Regions from separate parts of the Mus musculus genome. Here regions 1, 2, 3 and 5 are each linked to region 4. A link is a contact called in public Hi-C and HiCAR-type data. All regions are on one chromosome and are shown on one strand. The core of a region is the stretch at or near the end of the contact, and the rest is flanking DNA. Distances in the headings are between cores, read along the strand shown.

Evidence for each region. A called contact is a pair of places that touch in the nucleus more often than the background predicts. HiCAR-type assays count read pairs that join an accessible place to other places.
Region 1: a contact with region 4 is called in a HiCAR-type map of kidney, with 4 times the contacts expected there. The contact joins the enhancer-like site here to the promoter of Relch in region 4. A contact is called at or near these places in 12 of 39 promoter capture datasets (the HPC-7 cell line, cranial neural crest, embryonic stem cells and 6 more), 11 of 115 datasets of contacts at active chromatin or transcription factors (acute myeloid leukemia, embryonic hindbrain, embryonic stem cells and 3 more) and 2 of 9 other capture datasets (adipose tissue and embryonic stem cells).
Region 2: a Hi-C map of B cells shows a contact between it and region 4, with 10 read pairs. The contact joins the enhancer-like site here to the promoter of Relch in region 4. A contact is called at or near these places in 1 of 39 promoter capture datasets (pre-B cells), 1 of 484 Hi-C or Micro-C datasets (B cells) and 1 of 9 other capture datasets (liver).
Region 3: a contact with region 4 is called in a Hi-C map of B cells, with 11 read pairs. The contact joins the enhancer-like site here to the promoter of Relch in region 4. A contact is called at or near these places in 3 of 39 promoter capture datasets (the 3T3-L1 cell line, the C10 cell line and stem cell-derived epiblast-like cells) and 1 of 484 Hi-C or Micro-C datasets (B cells).
Region 5: a contact with region 4 is called in a HiCAR-type map of astrocytes, with 3 times the contacts expected there. The contact joins the promoter of Cdh20 here to the promoter of Relch in region 4. A contact is called at or near these places in 4 of 39 promoter capture datasets (cranial neural crest, embryonic stem cells, hippocampal neurons and 1 more) and 1 of 115 datasets of contacts at active chromatin or transcription factors (astrocytes).

What each region holds. Positions count from the first base shown.
Region 1 is chr1:105,087,586-105,091,143 of GRCm38.p6, forward strand. No RefSeq gene overlaps it. Among named protein-coding and RNA genes, the nearest start is that of Gm29012, 27 kb to the right of the region's middle. Within about 2 kb of position 1,811, at least 13 of the 459 cell types and tissues checked have an H3K27ac peak or open chromatin away from gene starts, as enhancers often do. A contact at or near this core is called in kidney, where this site is marked.
Region 2 is chr1:106,559,108-106,562,652 of GRCm38.p6, forward strand. All of the region lies in intron 1 of Bcl2 (B cell leukemia/lymphoma 2), which reads right to left. Among named protein-coding and RNA genes, the nearest start is that of Mir3473f, 14 kb to the left of the region's middle. Within about 2 kb of position 2,129, at least 23 of the 459 cell types and tissues checked have an H3K27ac peak or open chromatin away from gene starts, as enhancers often do. A contact at or near this core is called in B cells, where this site is marked.
Region 3 is chr1:106,320,066-106,323,466 of GRCm38.p6, forward strand. All of the region lies in intron 4 of Phlpp1 (PH domain and leucine rich repeat protein phosphatase 1), which reads left to right. Among named protein-coding and RNA genes, the nearest start is that of Phlpp1, 150 kb to the left of the region's middle. Within about 2 kb of position 1,521, at least 61 of the 459 cell types and tissues checked have an H3K27ac peak or open chromatin away from gene starts, as enhancers often do. A contact at or near this core is called in B cells, where this site is marked.
Region 4 is chr1:105,661,996-105,665,255 of GRCm38.p6, forward strand. Relch (RAB11 binding and LisH domain, coiled-coil and HEAT repeat containing) reads left to right here and starts at 1,866. Exons shown (of 29, transcript NM_173187.4): 1 at 1,866-2,638. The coding sequence starts at 2,113. It overlaps Pign (phosphatidylinositol glycan anchor biosynthesis, class N), which reads right to left and starts at 1,681. Exons shown (of 31, transcript NM_013784.3): 1 at 1,505-1,681.
Region 5 is chr1:104,766,683-104,770,301 of GRCm38.p6, forward strand. It overlaps Cdh20 (cadherin 20), which reads left to right and starts at 1,838. Exons shown (of 12, transcript NM_011800.5): 1 at 1,838-2,216.

The sequences.
Region 1 (3,558 bases), core at 561-3,060, 570 kb before region 4:
TTGGCCTTTATTCATACATAAATAAGCTTCTGCGTCATTATTTGGGAACCAAGGAAGGGGTGGCTAAGCCTGAGGTTACATAGGCCTAATTCTTAGTTAGTTCCCTAGTCCCACTGCAGAAATTAGCTCTGGATGCAGAGAGCTCCCTTGCTTATGGTCACACCCCTTTCTAACTTAAGGGCTAAAGGTCACACAGCACATAAGGCAGCTGTATCACCTGTATTCAAAGAGTGACTCCAGCAGGGCTTAGAGCATTTTGCAAGGCTCCTAGGCACGACACCACCCAACTCCTCTCACTTTGTTTTTTCTTCTGCTTCTTTCCATTGGCACTAATTATGAAAATGTTCCCAAACAAATTCTATGTGCTGCTCTCTACACCAAAGGGCACTTCCTGTGGAACCCAATCTGTACCAATTTCCACACAGGGAGTTGATACAGTACATAGAATCACTGCACCAGGGGATGAACAATCTGCCAGTGACCTAGAGAAGTGTTTAGGTACAGGTGATTATGCAGCCCTAAATTTGAGCAAGGACTGCAGGTTTGAGGACTTAGAATAATAGGATGTTGGGGGGCAGGGGCAGGGGAAGGGGAAGGATTCTTAGATATAAGCCAGCTTCCCTGAACCTGTTCTTGGTCTTTTTCTTGGATTTGGGGATAACTTGATCATTCAGATTAGTATCTTCTATCTGTGGCTCAGTTCAGCTCAATACTCAACATAAAATATTCATTTTATGTCTTATCTTTGAATTAAAAATGTCTTTATTTCCTAAAGAGAATTTTCTATGATCAGCATAAAATCTCAGGCCGTATCCAGCTGTGTACACATTCATCAGAACTGAGATACCAATTGCCAGAATCTAGAATAAAAGCAAGATGCCACAAACAAGGCCTCCCTTGGAGGAGTTACATCCAAATCATATGGTCATATTTCATATGAACTCCTCAACCCTTGGATGAGCACATTTATTCTCACATTGGAAGGAGTTTTATAGGTTTGGGTTTGCAAAATCAATATTGAAAAGGCTGTTAATTTTCCCTGCATATCCAGTCACCCAGCTACATGTTAATGTCTGCATATAGTTTTCAATTTCAAGAGCCCAGCTTTTTGCAGAAATGTTAAATGAGGGAGGGGGAATTGTACCTTCCAAAACCTGTAAGTTTTATGTTAGATTTTTAAGCTCCAACATAGAAGAGAATAAACAGGTGTTAAACAGTTATTGCAAGCAGTGGCAAGACTTTCTGTTCCCAGTTTACAAGAGACATGAAGGACCACTACCCGGCAGGCTCCGTCTCCCTTCAACTGCCTCCCTGGAGATGTTGTAAAATAGCCTTTGCTGAAGCCAGGCTACCCCAGAATGCTGCTACTGCAAATGCTGTGACCTTAATTACTACCTCCTATTATTCAAAAACACTAATTGAGTCATAGTCCCACTGCAAGTGTGGCTTAACTTGCTGTTTTACTGCTTGCTCAGGCACCACAAATAAAAAATAATGGCAGTTGTAATTAACTCGGAACCAGCCCTATAGCCTGCCCCTCAGCCCATGACGGGTAAAGTTACGGGTAAAGTTCAATTACAAAGTAAAGTTATTAACAGAGTGAACTATGCTCATACTTTGGCCACAGATTATTTGACAGAACACAAAAATTACCCCATGCCACCAGAGCAGGAATCCCTGGAAAACTGCTGCCACTTTACTTGAGAAGGGTTTCACGGATGAGGAAGTAGCTCCATATATGTGGTTCTATGATTAGTCACTAGTCTAGGTAGAGGTATTTATTGTGGAAACACAGCAAGTGCTGCAGCAGTAAACCTGAACAGAAAAACAGACCATGAAGCAAGACTATAAGGAAATCTTACAGAAACCTATGCACACCCCACAAAGGGTTACTGGAAACCTTTGGAATTATACTTAACACGTGATAGTACTTCATACTCTAAGATGATTATCACCCAAAAAATGGACAAAAGCAAATGAGGGCAAAGTTGGGGAGAATCTGAAGCCTTGCACAGCACTGGTGAGAGTGTGAAGCCTGGTAACAATGTTGCCTAAAAACTGTAACAATAGCACTCATGCTGCAGCCATACAGCCTGACGTTTCTACTGCTAATACAGAAGAAACTCAAGACAGTTCAAGGCCTATGTCTTCACAAAAATTTGCAGAGAGCTCCCAGGTGCCTAAGGAGCAGCTTGGTTTAGAAGAGACATTTGCCGCCTCTTAAGTTTCTTCTCTGTGCCTATTTGAGCCAAGGCCAAATGAAGTCAAATCTTAGCACATACAATCCATGTGTGGCCCCACCCTCTACAGACCTAATTTTGCACAATCCTCAGGATAGGAAGAATCAAGATTTCCCCCCACCCAATCTGGTAATAAATATTAAGTTGTTTCAGTCTAATCTCAAGTAATCTTTGTAGAATGAGAATCGTGTCAACTGACTTATCTAGGATTGCTTGACTACATTGAATGATGAGGAGGGAGAATATATATATATATATATATATATATATATATATATATATGTGTGTGTGTGTGTGTGTGTGTGTGTGTGTATTTATATATATATATGTATGTGTGTGTATATACACATATACACATACACACACACACACACACACATATATATATGTATATATATATTGAGGGCGTGGAGGTCATGGCCTGTGTGTAGAGGTCAGGGACAATTGCATTAATTGGTTCTCTCATTCCACAATGTGGGTTCCAGGGGTCCAGCCCAAATTGTCATGTTTTCTGGAAGCATTTTTTTTTACCTGTAGAGTTGTCCCACCAACCCAGTCAGGGGAATATTCCAATCAGCCACCCATTTGTCCCTCTTTCTCTGAGACAAATAATATAGGAGATGACAAATGTAAAGGCTTGGCCCTCAGGAAGGGAAATGATAAATACATATTTAAACTCTTAAAATTTTTCCTTTTATCATATTGTTAACACATTAAAAAATATTTTTTAAGTTTTAGTTGACATTCACAAATTGTACACGGCACATGATGGTTTGATCATGGTAACCTGGAAGCATATTATTGCTTAGGGTGGGGAACATACAACGTCCTTTCTTAGATATTTTGGAATATATAATTAATTGTCATCAGCCATGCTTATTATTGCACTCAAAACATTGGAGGCTCTTTCTCCAACGCAGTTGCAGCTCTGCACATGGTAACCACCATCTCTGCTTCTCCTCTCCCCAACCCCCTTCCTAGATTATGGCAATGCTGATTCTATACCCTGTTTCTGTGAGAGCAAAAGTTCAGCTCTTGCATGCAACTGAGAAGATGCAGTATTTGCTTTCCTGTATGTAATCTATTCTGTGTAACATCGTGTTCTCCAGATTCATACATGTTTGTGGAAGATTTATCCTTTTATAACAGCTGACAAATACATTGTTGTATATTGTAATACATTGTATTTTTTTATATAAAGGTGTTGACAAATTAAGCAGTTTATTCAGCAAAGAAAAAATTATAAATTCTGATGCTTCTAGGAAACAGAACAGCTTCACAGTGCTCCATTCCCCATGATGGGCAAGTAGAATTTTAG
Region 2 (3,545 bases), core at 879-3,378, 900 kb after region 4:
TATAAGAAAGGACTTGTTATTTTAGAAATTAGCTTGTTCTTTAATCTTTCTGGCTCTTAGACTCTCCCCCTGCCCCCTCTCTTAGATATGGTCCCACTACAAAACCCCGACTGGCCTGGAACTCACTCTGTAGACCAAAATGGTTTCATATTCACAAAGCTCTGCCTGATTCTGCATCTCCAGTGCCGGGACTAATGGTGTGCACCACCTTATATGGCTTGCTGGCTTTCCCTGCTCCCAAATTTGCATTTGGCACTGGACAAGAGAAAACCCCACAGCAATGCAATCATGCTATCCTACTAAGTGGCAATACTATCCTACTAAGTGGCAACTGAGCTCCCAAGTTGCAGACCTATTGCCTAGAACTTAGGATTCCAAAATGACCATTAAATAAAAGTGAACAGATGCCAGAGGTGGGACAGATAATCTTCTCTTTTACTTTGTTATAAAAGTATTTATTATAACTAGAAATAGATAAATGCCATGTTGTGGTTGATAAAGTATGGTCAGATCTATAAGCCAGAGTAACAGCCAACAATTCAGTAGGAAGCTACCACTATGGTTTTGCCTATTTTCACAGATGAACAAGAATATGTCTTTCCCAAAGATACATGCTAATAGTAGACCCAGAACTGAACTCATAGTCTTGACATAATCTCTGTGTCCCATAAGTCATTCTATAACAGGGTCCCCCTCAATATAATATCTAGATAAATGGGCTTGTTTGGAGCCAAAGTATTGTGAATAACTTGAATACAGAGGTTACCTGCTTAGTTGTAACATCTCTGTCTATTTGATAAGTTTAAATTGCAAGAAAAAGAAAACTCATTTATATCCTAAATGTGGGATGACATTGCAGAATTTACTCTTGTTTCTGCCTGTGCCCATTATCCAGTCATCTGCCACCTCCACCCATGTGGAAAGGAGCTGGCATCATTTATATGTTAACAGTGAGCATCTAAACAACAGCATATTAATAACCCAGCCTTCTCTTAAAAGCCTTTTCTTGATGAGATCTCCAGTTTTTCATTCAGGCATGAAAAATCACAGGATCTTGACCTGGCATGGGTGAACAGTGAAGTGGGAGGGGAATGGGACTGGCAATTCCAAGTTCCAGCTTTCTATCTAGTTTCTCTTTGGAATCTAGCCCAAGGGCTGCTTGCATGGCTGTCTGTGCAAAGGGCCCCCTTGACATCAGGACTTCAGTTTCAGGGAGAGAGATTTCCTGTACACAGATACAGTCAGCCCGTTTACTTGGGGCAACCTAAAAGGGAAAGAAGGGGAAATCCGAACTCTGCTCTTAGTTGTGCACAGGACCTACATCAAGAGTTTCTCTCACAAAGTCCTGTGTTCTTGTCTTCCTGCACTTTTTGTGAAGGGAAAAATTAAACGAGGAAGAAAATTCAAAGAAAGGCTACGCACCCCGTAAGGCACAAAGTGAAAGAAAACTGAGTTTTCTGCCCACTGGGCAATGGGGTCATTTTCCTCTTTTATTTCAATGTTCACCTCTTTTATTATTATTATTATTATTATTATTATTTCTCTTGCTTCGCCATTTTACCTCTTAGCATTTTTCTTTCTTCCCATACTCGTTTCTGGAATTAGGATCCTCCCTTGCCTGTCAAAACATCACTACTATGCCTTCCTGCCTGCTCTTTGCCCCCTCTCCCAAGGCTGCCATGAATTCTGGAACCAAACTCCTGTTCGGCCTTCTAGGGAGCTGCTGGACCCTCACTCACCCACTGTCTCTGTGTGAGGCTGAAGAGATAGGTTAAGTAAAATTCCAAAACAAAGTTGAATCTGGGTCAGCAAGGTGACTCAAGAGATAAGTGTGCTTGTTGTCAAATCTGGTAACCTGAGTTTGATCCTTGGGATTCAAGGTAAGCGACACCTCTACCCCAGTGCACACAAGTGAGTGAGTGTGATTAAAAGCAAGCAAGCAAACAAACAAAAGACGGAAAGAATGCAACTGGAAATGCAGTGCTTTAGAAGAGTTACCAGGCTGGGGAGGGGAGGGGAGGGCTGGGCTGGGCTCCCCAGCAGGCCCTGGGTAATTCCTGTCCTCAGTTTGACAACACTCAGGGTTCGCTGAGTATGCAAACAGGCTGCTGCTCATCCTGACTACACTGAGGTCTCTGCGCAGTTTCCATAAATTACTCCTTCAGTCATCTTGGTTTCCTCTTCTGCAGGGCGACACGGGGGCACTCCCCGCCACTTTCATCTCTTCCATTGCCAAGACAGCTTTTCCCCATGCCTGTGCATTTTCTATAAATTAGCCACACAGATTAGTCAAATTAAACTGTCTAGATTTCCCCCCAAAACTCCCATCCTCATCTTGACGGGGTATATGTGGCCCTAAGTTACTCTCACCTCCACTTTCCCACACCATCTGGTCTCCACTGACTAATGCTCAGGCCAGCAGCATCTAATGGGCGTGTTATACAGACCGATCCCCGGGGGTGGACATAAGGGGAAACACAAGTATTCTCCGTCTGGTGATAGACTAGTGCGTGTGAGGTCAGAAGGGCAGGGGAAGGAAGAACATCCTGCCATACAAGTGCAGGGACAGGGGTACTTGTGTCCACAGGGAAGTTGTGTGCAGAGGCAGGGGTACTTGTGTGCACAGGGAAGTTGTGTGCAGAGGCAGGGGTACTTGTATGCACAGGGGATGCTAGTGGCCCAGCCTGACATTTAGGTATTAAACAAATTCTCATGGAAAAGATAATTGAGATGAAAGTTGGTACTTATTACATTTCTGTCAGTCCAACCCCAATTTCTCATAGATCCTAGTCATGTGGATCCTGCTAATTTCCTTGGCAGCCCCAGATAAAGTTCTTAATGTGATTTAAGTCCCTTGGAGATTAGCACTATTATAAATATAAATGTTCAAACACAAGCAAGTTGTAACCAAATGCCCACTACACACTGGCTTTCTGTTAGCTGGAGGCTTTCAGGGGGGTATGGCTAAACGGACTCACTGGCTGATGTCAAGGCAGGGTTTCTTCTCACAGGAAGCAGCCAATATGGGTGTTAACTTGTGTATGAAATGTATAGAAGTTGGAAGAACAGCCTGGATGACAATCAGAAAACTACTAATTCAGAACTTCAAGCAAGGGTTTGGGTAGGGGACTCTAGGACTGTGATCAGAACGGGCTCTGCTTGCGGCCAACCTGCAAACCTCACCTTCATGTTCCAATTAGTTTGCATTGCTTGCACATGATGCCACCTCCTTCCCATCACCAATAGCTATAAATAGATATCAACTTGTTTGTTTATCTAAGAGAAAATAAGGTTTGAATGCTTAGAATCTGCATTTGACACCAAACCAGTGTGACTGTTTAGAGCACAGAATCTGTACACCTCGCCCAACCAGGGTTTTGATGTGGTCATCACTCACCTAGTAGAGCTGTCCCCTGGCAACACCTTGTTTGCCCAATTTGAGGTGCTCAAAAATATAAAAACATTCCTGTTTTTAGAAAATTCTAAAATGAAAGGTTATTTCATCAACTTGCCCAAATGGAGCACAAATATCCACGGCCTGTTTG
Region 3 (3,401 bases), core at 271-2,770, 660 kb after region 4:
CTCTGTGTTAACATCATCCACTACAAAAAAAAACAAACAAAAAACTGCTGAGTTATCTTGTGTGTGTAGTGATAAGAACTTAGGGAGCAGTTAATTACTATGTCCATTTAGTACTATGTCCAATAGTACCCTTTTATTTATTTATTTATTTATTTATTTATTTATTTATTGACAACACAAGGGAATCATACGCCTGAAAGCAACCTGCGAACATGACTTTCCCAAAGCCAATATAGCCATGGCTTGTTTTGCTCTCATCTTCTCCAAGATCGCTGGCTAGCTTAATCATGTTGCTCTTATTTAAACTATACATTATAATCTTGTGAAATTTGTTTCTTCTGGGATGTCTAATGATTTCAAACTAAACTCCCAATGACTCAGGAATTCCAGGCAACTCCTAGGCCTACAAAACCAAAACCTCCTCCCACAATAGGTAAGATAGGCAGAGTCTTGTGGTTCCTCATCTACATGGGCATAATTATAGAAGGTGATTGATTGTCACGTTTTTGTACCCAGGAAAGACTTTTGGGACTATAGTTCTCCAGGAAATTGTGGCAGGAGAGTCAGAAACTGGGGAGAACGTTCTAGAAATTACCACATAAAAGGTAACAGCAACAGAAAGAGCTGAATCCACCTCCAGTCTCTCCCTGTGCTTCATTGAGCCTGGAGATATTCTGAAAAGTACACACACAGTCTTGAGAGAGTCAGGTACTGTGTTGACTCATAAAAAAAGTTCCTTCCTCTTGGAGGCAGGCCACAGAGGAGATAGGGCACCTCCTAGTCCTTCTGGCTCTCCCTGTCCTGTAACTCCCATGGGTCTCTATACAGTTCATTGTGCATTGCACATGGGAACCATGCCTACTTCCAGACTTGATCCACACCTGTAGGAACTGAAGCCAGTAGTATTTGGCTACTACCAAAAGATTTCAATTTATTCATGTCATTTTGTTATTTTTTTCAGTGTTTATTATTACTAGACATTTATATTATAAGTGACATGAAGTTCACATATGATTATTAATGAATTATTCCTACTGTAAATAACACTGAAAACATGCACACATAACAAGCCAAGTGTAACATCAGATATCTGGTCAACATTTCTCTCAGTAGTGATTTGTTATTGATGTTTGTTGCTGTTCTTTGAGTGTGATTATTTACTCCCTGACAGTTTTACAGAATACTAGGAAATAGTTTGTAAAGGACTTTTTTTAAAGCATAGAAGTAGTACTATAACATTAACTTTTGTGCATTTGGTTACCTTTAATTTTTGTCTTAGAGACCTACAGTATAACTCTCTTTCCTAAGGAGACACTTGACCTCATGACCTTTGTTACTTACTTTTTGTTGTGTTTATCCACTTTGGGCTCAGATTCCTAGAAGGTACACATCAGGTCCCCCAGAAATGGTTACCATTGTGAGGGAGACCATTAAATACATTGTGAGTGAGCACATGAGAGAATGTAGTGGGACCTGCTTTTAGTCACCACTTCTTGTTATTCATACGGACTTCTTTGTAACAGGCTTTTGCGGCAACTTGTAGAAAGAAGTGAAACTGGTAATTCGTCATTTCTCTTTGGTTGAAGGTTTGATGAAAAAAAAAAAAAGAAAAACAAAACTACATAATGAGACCACTCAGGAAACATGACACGGAGATTCATAACCGAGAATCGGTAGTAGGAAAAAGAGAAAACAAGTTTTTCATTTAAAAAAAATGAACAGCGTGATTTTTTTCATTTTATTTTTTGTTTTGTGTACATTGGTGTTTTGCCTGCATGCGTATCTGTGTGAGGATATTGGATCCTCTGGAACTAGAGTTACATACAGTTGTAAGCAGCCATGTGGGTGTTGGGAATTGAACCCTGGTCCTCTTGAAGAGTACCCAGTGGTACTCTAAACAACTGAGCCATCTCTCCAGCCCCCATAATGTTTTTTTTTTCTAAAGGAGGGGGAGGGGAGAGACCAAAGCAAAGCAAAACCCACTGCCAGGCTCTGAAATACAGTTCACTCTCTTGTCACTCCCTTTACCACTCCCAGGCCAGCCTGGCATCTGTCCTGCCTGTCCTTGAAAGCATATTTCCAAAGATGTCTTGTAGAGTTTGGTTATGTCCAATTCCATGTGCTCATTTCCTCCTTTGATTTATAAACATTGCTTATGCTTCCTTGCTTGCTATACATCTGTAATGAACATTAGAAAATTTCTAAATTGACTCTGTGTGTAAATTTCTTGACCATAGAGGTGGAATGTCTCTGCTTTTATTCTGTTTCCCCTTCATATTTAGCCTAGAGCTGAATTTAGGGTGGAGAAGGACAGACACAAGGATGGTGTGCTTCAGTCCAGTTCTTGGTTTCTCTGTCACCAAAGAGAACAGAAGGTCATCCTAAGACATATAGAGGAAGGTTTGCAAAGAGCTTTGAGCAGTGGCATTCATATATGGCTCTTAAGGGATAGGTCGTAAGTCTCGTAAGATGCCTTTTGGTTGATCATATGATGTGATGCCTGAAGATCAACTTTAGTGAACCTTAGGTGTGTATGTTAGAGTGGGTGGGGTATAAATAAGCTTGGTATCACCTAAAACAAGGTGAATGTTTCTTTTGGGTGGAAGGATGAATTTAAGACTTGGAAGACTTAGAGGGAAGCAGTGAACTGAGTTACCAGTAGATGTGAAATTGGCATTCACTGACAAGGAGAGAGTGAGGAATGTGCTGGGAGAGCCCGTAAAGCTTCGTGTACAATCACGGTGCGCTATGACAGTAAACGTGGAGAGATGAGAACAAACTCCCATTTCTGTCTGCAGTAAAGATCCCTTTCTTTAAAAGTCTTCAATCTGTATTTTGGTCCACATGGAATGGGAAACACATGACCCTATTTCCTGCCTTGTCTTTCGGGCACTTTTCACATTCCAGTAATAGGAAGTTATCAAATTATTTATGCTTGCCACACTTTAACATTCTTATGCTTTGTTTAAGAAGCAATACAATTTTTATTTTATGAGTAATTTCTGGAAACTCATTTTAGTGGTGAGAGTGCTCTTAGTAAACTGGAACAAGAAGTGGCCTGGTGATGTTTTTGCAGCTCATCTGCCAGACAACCTATGCAGTACTTAGGACACTCCAGCCTTGTGGGATGCACTCTTATATGTGAAGATAGGTGATAAAGATTGGAGATAATCACGGAAGACAGGGGTTGTCCATGTAAAGGATAAAGGTAGCCGGTGCAAAGTGCTGTGGGTGAAACTGAGATTTCTAGCACTGGGTTTGAGGTTTGCCAGATGATTCAGGAATTTCACAGAATGTATGGACTCCCTCTCCAGTTAGCTGTTAGCAGACTGCAGGTTTTTGTATACCTGAGCTTTGCAGTGCAGTGGGAATCCTCTTGGGGCACTTTCTATTTCAGTGGC
Region 4 (3,260 bases), core at 616-3,115:
TTTGACAATATCAAAGTTAGAACTGATACCCCCTTTTGCTAAGAAATGTGAAACATTAAAATATTGCTCATTCTATACTATTGCCATGTTACTGAGGATTTTTTTCCAGATTCATTAATAAATAGCACAGTACAGCATTTAGTCCAACGAATTGGAAGCTAAAAGTCTTATTTAAAAAAAAATCCTTACTACTAACACTATTTTTAAATTGCTTCACAATGTAGCAAGGGTCTTTATGGTCTTTTACTATTTGGGCTAACTTTCTCCCCATCTCCCGGTCTCCTATGCTCATTTAAACCACCCACCCCAACCTCCAGTATTCCCCCTCCCACCTTCATATCACATGTAACATACTTTAAAAGCTCCTGTTAAAAAGCCCAAATAATAACTATATAGTAATACCAACCAAAGAAAGCATTTCAGAGCCTCATTCAAATGAAATTTTAGTTTCCTGTGAGACTGATTAAACTGAAATTAAAACCTACACTTAACTGCTGGGATACTTTACATGTAAACCGGTAACCAGACCTGAGGTCATATAACAATGCTCTATTTTTATTTTCCACAAAGATAAAGGAGATACTTCATTATATATATCAGAGCAGATGGTTAGCACTGTTGGCTATTTATTTTGTTGTCTGTTAGGACCTGGTGTTAATAAGAACTTAATTCTAAAACCAGGAAAAAGTGGCATTCTATGTTTAACAAAATAGAAGATATGAGGGCTAGGAGTCTAATAGCGACAGGGAAACTTCTTATCACCTCAAACTACAATCAAGGAATAGCATAAAGGATAAATGATATTCCAAACCTACGAGTATAGTTATGTGCTAAATGTTTCATAAAGGCCATCAAATCTCTCTACAGAGTACAATTTTTTAAATCGCTAAAATTTGATTGATCCATAAAGAAAACCTCGATTCTAGCCTAAATGGACTTAGCAAGGTTTCAGGGGATTGTGGAAAAGAATGGTTTTGGACAAAAGATAGGTGATACTTGTTCCAACGAATGTGTCCTAGTGCAGTGGACATGACCAGGCCACTGAAGCGGCCCAGACAACTTAGTTGTACTGAAGAGATAGCGCTGATAGTTTGAAAAGTTCCTTTGATGTAAAGTGTATGTTAATTTCCATGGGTTTACATATTACTTAGTTTGTCGTCCAAGACCAGGCTGTTCACAGATGAGTGTAAAGGCATCTCGAAACTCAAATGTTGCAACTTCCGTCCAGGCTCTATCTGCACCCTTCAGCTTTCTAAGTCCTATTCCCGGACGGAGGGGGCGGGAAGGCGCCCTCCTTAACCACAAGGAGGCCATGCCGTCGCCAGATCTCCAGGGGAGAGAGCAGATGGCTGGGAAACTAGGGAAGAGCAAAGAAGCCAGATTCTGACCGCTGCTCAGAGCACTTGCTATCTGGGCGGTGACAGCAAACAGCGACAAAAAACTGAAGCGTGAAGGGAGAAGCGGGCGTGGGAACACCTTAAGTGCAAGGGTCCCGGGACTTTACCTGAGAACTATCCGGCTCAGGCCCAGTCTTGGGAACGGGACCTCCTCAGAACGAAGGCAGGACCCAGGGCGGTGAAAGATGTCGGGAGGGTTCCCTTCAACCCTCAAAAACCACAGCCAAATCGTACCCCTCAGCGACCTCCACCTCTACTGCTCCAGGGAACGCCCCCAACCTGCCCCAGGCCTTCGCTGCTCTCGCGATAACTCTCTGGCCAGGTCCTGTAACTCCAGCCAATCCTCGAGAGCTTGTGGGCGGGGTCTTATGTTTGAGCCTGGAGCGGTTCCTTCGATCTTGCCACTCCAAGGCCAGAGGTGGGTGGGGCTGAGGCGGGGACGGGGCGGGGCGAAGATGGGACCAAGCCAGTTCTCGCGAGACTAGGGACCAGGAAGACGCCTGCAGAGTCGGCTACTGGTGCAGCAGCGGCTGAGACGGGAGGTGCTGCTGCATACCGGGCTCCTGCCTCCCAGTCCGGCCTAGGCTCTAGGTGAGGAGAGGTGCGGTCGGCCTGGGCTGCCTAGGTGGTCGGCGGCTCTCGGGACCTAACGGGGATTCAGGCTGAGGGCCTGTCGGGCCAAGCAGGGAAGCACCCACATTCCTGACAGAATAAGATGGCGGCGATGGCGCCCGGAGGTGGTGGCAGTGGTAGCGGAGTAAATCCTTTCCTCAGTGATTCGGATGAGGACGACGACGAGGTAGCGGCAACCGAGGACCGGCGGGCAGGACTTCGGCTGGGTGCCGGGGTCGGCCTAGATCCTGGTTCTGCAGGCTCCCTGTCGCCACAGGACCCCATGGCCCTGGGAAGCAGCGCGCGGCCGGGGCTCGCTGTGGAGATGTCCGCCGCCCCGGCGGCTCCGGGGGGCAGCGGGGAGACCCCTGCCCGATTGTCAATCGATGCCATCGCCGCTCAGCTGTTGCGCGATCAATACTTGCTGACCGCCCTGGAGCTGCACACCGAGCTGTTGGAGAGCGGCCGCGAGCTACCACGACTGCGCGATTACTTCTCCAATCCTGGCAACTTCGAGAGGCAGAGTGGGACCCCCCCAGGGATGGGGGCGCCCGGGATCCCTGGCGCCTCCATCGTCGGAGGCGCTGGAGGTCGGGAACCGAGTACGACGTCGGGCGGAGGACAGCTCAGTAAGTAGGCGTCGCCTGTCACACCTGCAGATGGGGGATTAGAGTTGGAGTGCAGCTGAAGGGGATTGTGGGCGGGTACTGAGTCTAGGGTCGTCTTGAGAAGGGAGAGTATGTTGAGTGAGATGCGAGGTGTCCTGTGTACTGCAAACAGAAAGATCCTGCTGTAGCTCTTCTTTGCATTGGTTTCCGATCTTTGGCAGGTGTTGTACAGCTCCTGGCTCCCCGTTGGTGTTGGGACCTATAACATCAGGGTTTCCAGTTTATTGAGTATTATGGCACTCTAGAAAGCTTCCTTATTGCCTGGGCATTTTTCTCTAGGCAGTTTTCCTTTTTTCCCCAGGCTGTTGAATCACACTACGAGGAAATAAAATGTTTCTTAGTAATTCTTTGACTCAAGAAAAAGAACAAACAGGAAATGTCAGCCCTCTGTACTGAAGTTCAATCCACTGAAGATCTTTTGTCTTTGCTTTTCCATTATTTTGTATCATTAATATATGCTAATAAAAAGAAGGAAATGAGATGTGTCTGCTTCATAGAATGTTTTCTGTTTGAAATCAGTTTCACTACCCCAATTTCAATAGTATTCCGTATACAGGAAAGCTGTGGAACAAACAGACCAAGG
Region 5 (3,619 bases), core at 588-3,087, 900 kb before region 4:
AAAACATAAAATATATTTTTGTTGATGAATTTTCACCAAGTTTTGGTACAGAATTATCATCAAAGATGGGTCCCTTCATAAAATTGGGAGAAAATTTCTCTCTTTAGACTTAAAGGCATTATAAGCTACTGGTGGCCTAATGTCAAGGAACTGCTAAGGGGCTGTATTGAATTACTGTTCCTAGCACCTACAAGTTCTGTTGCTTAGGCATTCTGATAGCTTTTTAGGCCTCATCTGCTTTATCTACTAAATTGTACAACACTCTAACAGATTCTGATGATAATATTTAGAATGATTGGATGAGATGACTTAAGTTTAACAAATCTGTCACACTACTTCTCAATAAACATTAGCTGCTCAGTATTGATAATTATATTGTTACAACTCTGAGTCCTGCTTCTAGGCATCCTGAAATCTCAGAAATGGCCCAGTTGCCTTAACTAGAACATTTAATATCGTCCTGCCCTTGAGAATTGTAGTGGTTACTTAAGTACACAGTTTTATTGGTTGTTTATATAGATCATTTGGCCACAGAGCATTTGCATGATCAATCTTTGAATAACGTACTAATCCAAGCAGACTAAGTTCTTTATTTGGGAGCTCAATGATGGGAAGAAACCCAAAAAGCTCTCACCGGAGTACTGTAGGGAAGTAGACAGGCAGAATCAAGTAGAATCTTAGCTGCTGGTCAGCTGTACCAAAGCTGCAATTAGTAACCCTTCCTGCCTCAGTAACCTCCCACTCGGGGTAGGAATGGAAGTGGTCCTTTCTAAACATGCTTTCTACGTGACCTCAGGAAGAAAGGTCAGAACTGTGAAACAGGAAGTGCCTTCTAGATTGATCATGCCTAAACCAAATCCCTCAGGTACTGTTTGATTGGTTGATTGACTTGAAGCAGGATCTCTTATTGGCCTGGAATTCACCAAGTGGGCTGGGCTGGCTGGTTAGTGAGCCCCAGGGCTCACCCTTGATCCACTTGTCTCTATCTGGTGCTTCCATTTTCCTTTTGTTTGTTGGTTTGTTTTTTATTTTGTTTTGTTTTGGCTTAGTTTAATTTGGCTTGTTTGTTTGTTTTTTCATGCGGGCTGTGGGAAACAAACTGAACATCTTGTTGGAGACACTCACTACACACTGAGCTAAATCTCCCTAATCGTTCTGAATGATTGACAGAAGATGACTTCACAACATCCCTACTTAACCCATACACCGAAAACTGTAATAGTGCTATGAGGATAAAGAAATCATGACATTTTCTAAACAGTCCACGAATCAAGCTGCCTCTCTCATCTCCCCAGGACCCATTCTCTGAAAACTGTCAATGGAGTGGGGCTGAATCCTCAAGGTCAAAGTGTTAACACCATCTTCTCTCAGACCCCTTCTTTTTTCTCTTTTTCTGTTCTTATCGTGGACTGCTTCTTCCAGAATCCAGAGTCTTCTCAAAATAAGTCACCTCAACTTCCTGGCAAAGTTTAGATGTACTCCCACCCCTACCCCCAACACTCACACTGGTGTCTTCCTGCCCTCTGTTCCCTTTCATCCCTCTCTGGGTTAGCACTTTCTAACTCCCCCAGCCAATAAAGGAGTTTAAACATTTAAATGCGGTTTTTAAACTGCATTTAAAGAATTAACCCATTTTGCCCCTCGCTGGTCTAAACCACGGGGTGCCAACCGGACTTTAATTGCTTTCTTCTGGTGTGGTTCCAGACAGCTCCTCAGAAGGAAGGAGCGCACATTCCTGGCACCAATTGGCTAATTCAATTTACTTCAACGGCATTAGCCTCTGTCAGAATATTCATGAGCGGGGAAACAAGACCCGCGGTACACGCAGGAGGCAGCCACTCGGGCTAGAAAACGCGCGAAGGAGGGGAAGAAGCGGACCGCGCGCTGGTCTTAAAGGACGGTGACCAGAAGAACCAGGCAGCTCTTTTCACCCTCCTGGCAGAGAGCTGAGGGCCGTGGGCATCAGCGGATTTGCTGCTCTTGTCATCAGCTCTCCACTGCCAGAGATCGAGCGGAGACTTTGGAAACATCCGAAGGCTGTAAAGCTGTGACACTTTTGACTTGGGGGGAAGGGGGTGGGGCGGGGGCACAGAGGCGAGCTGAGGCGAAGGGACTCGGCAGGACACCCGTTCGCCCAATGAGGAAGGCAGCGATATGAGCTGGACACCCGCCACTACGGAGTCTCCACGTCTCTGGAGAGTCGCCGGCTGTGCCAGGTAAAGCTGAGGGCTCCCGTCGGTCCCCATGCATCTGGCCCCAGGCACAAGAGGTCACTCTGGGGAAGCCAGGTGCACTGTGCACAGTCCAGCTCTGCTTAGCGCCTTCCCCTCAACTCTCCGCCGCCTAGGGGACCTCCCTGCCGACCTGGGTTCCACTTCCTGGGACTTTTCGGGGACAGGGTGCAGGAAGGGATGTACTCAGCTAGTGGCATGCTCTGTGTGTAAGAAAGCTGCTGCACAGCGGAATAGCCAGGCAGGTGGAGGGTGCTGTGCACTGGAATGTGCTCGCTGGATGATGGTGACATGGGGAGCGCGGGGTGCCAGAGCGCTTAACCTGGGCGCTTCGCTTCCCTTGAGGTCACCAGCATCTCCATACTGCCAAGGGAGAGGATGCCCGAGTCCCCAACGAGGTAGTTGTGCTCAGAGCTGAGGATCCTAGGCACCCAGTGACCGATCCTGGCTCTGGGATGAGAGGCGCCGCTGCAACAAAGCTCAGCGGTGGGAGGAGAATGTGGTGTGGTGGTGACTCTAGTCCCTGCCACCTGCCGGACATCACCAACTCCCCGGATTTCCTGTCTCACAGTCCTGGCAATCCCTGGGAAAGCTCTTAATGGAGCGCGGGTGGTTTGAGCTCTGCTTGTCCTGCTGGTGGTGTTTGGAAGAGCCCGGAGGTGATGGGGCGAGTAAAGGAGTCAGAGAAGGTGAAACATTCAGATCTACAAAGAAAATGCCTCCGCGATATCGCAAACTGTCCTTAGCACTAAGACAGAAGCTTTGCTGGCCTCCAAGCTGTGGCAGCTGAATATGGGAAGGGGGTGGGGGGGGGGGGAGGGTTACAGCTTTAAGGCAACGCCAGAGTCTTTTAGTGATTTCCTAGCTGAGCTTATGTACGGGAGGAGGAAGTGGGGCTGGAACCCTGGCACGCGAGAATAGAGGAGTTAAGCGCTGGGTAGATTCGTAGATTCGGAGTTTACTGTGAAATCAAAACAATTATTATTAACGTTGTTTTTACATGCTTGGACATCAGGAAGATTGGAGTTTGGGACTTTGATAATAGCAGGGAAATTGAGTCTGTAAGCGCTGTCCCTCACATAATGTAAGCGGACCTCCTCTGGTCTCTGATTTGCCTCCATCAAAGAAAACAAATGCCTCAGAATTGTAGTGTCAGGGACCTGGCAGAGGATTGTGAACTGTATCTAGCTGAGAACAGCACAAACAACAGAAAGTCTTAACAGTAATGCAAGGCACTGTTTCCCTATCCACAATCCGTCCTGTCTCTTCTCAAGGTGGAGGCAGAGCCACCCTGAACTCCATACTTGACCCAGCTTTTCCTTCTGCTGCCCCGGGTACTCACTTGCTTCCAGTTACAGAACCCCTACAGCCTTTTGAGCTTCCTAGTG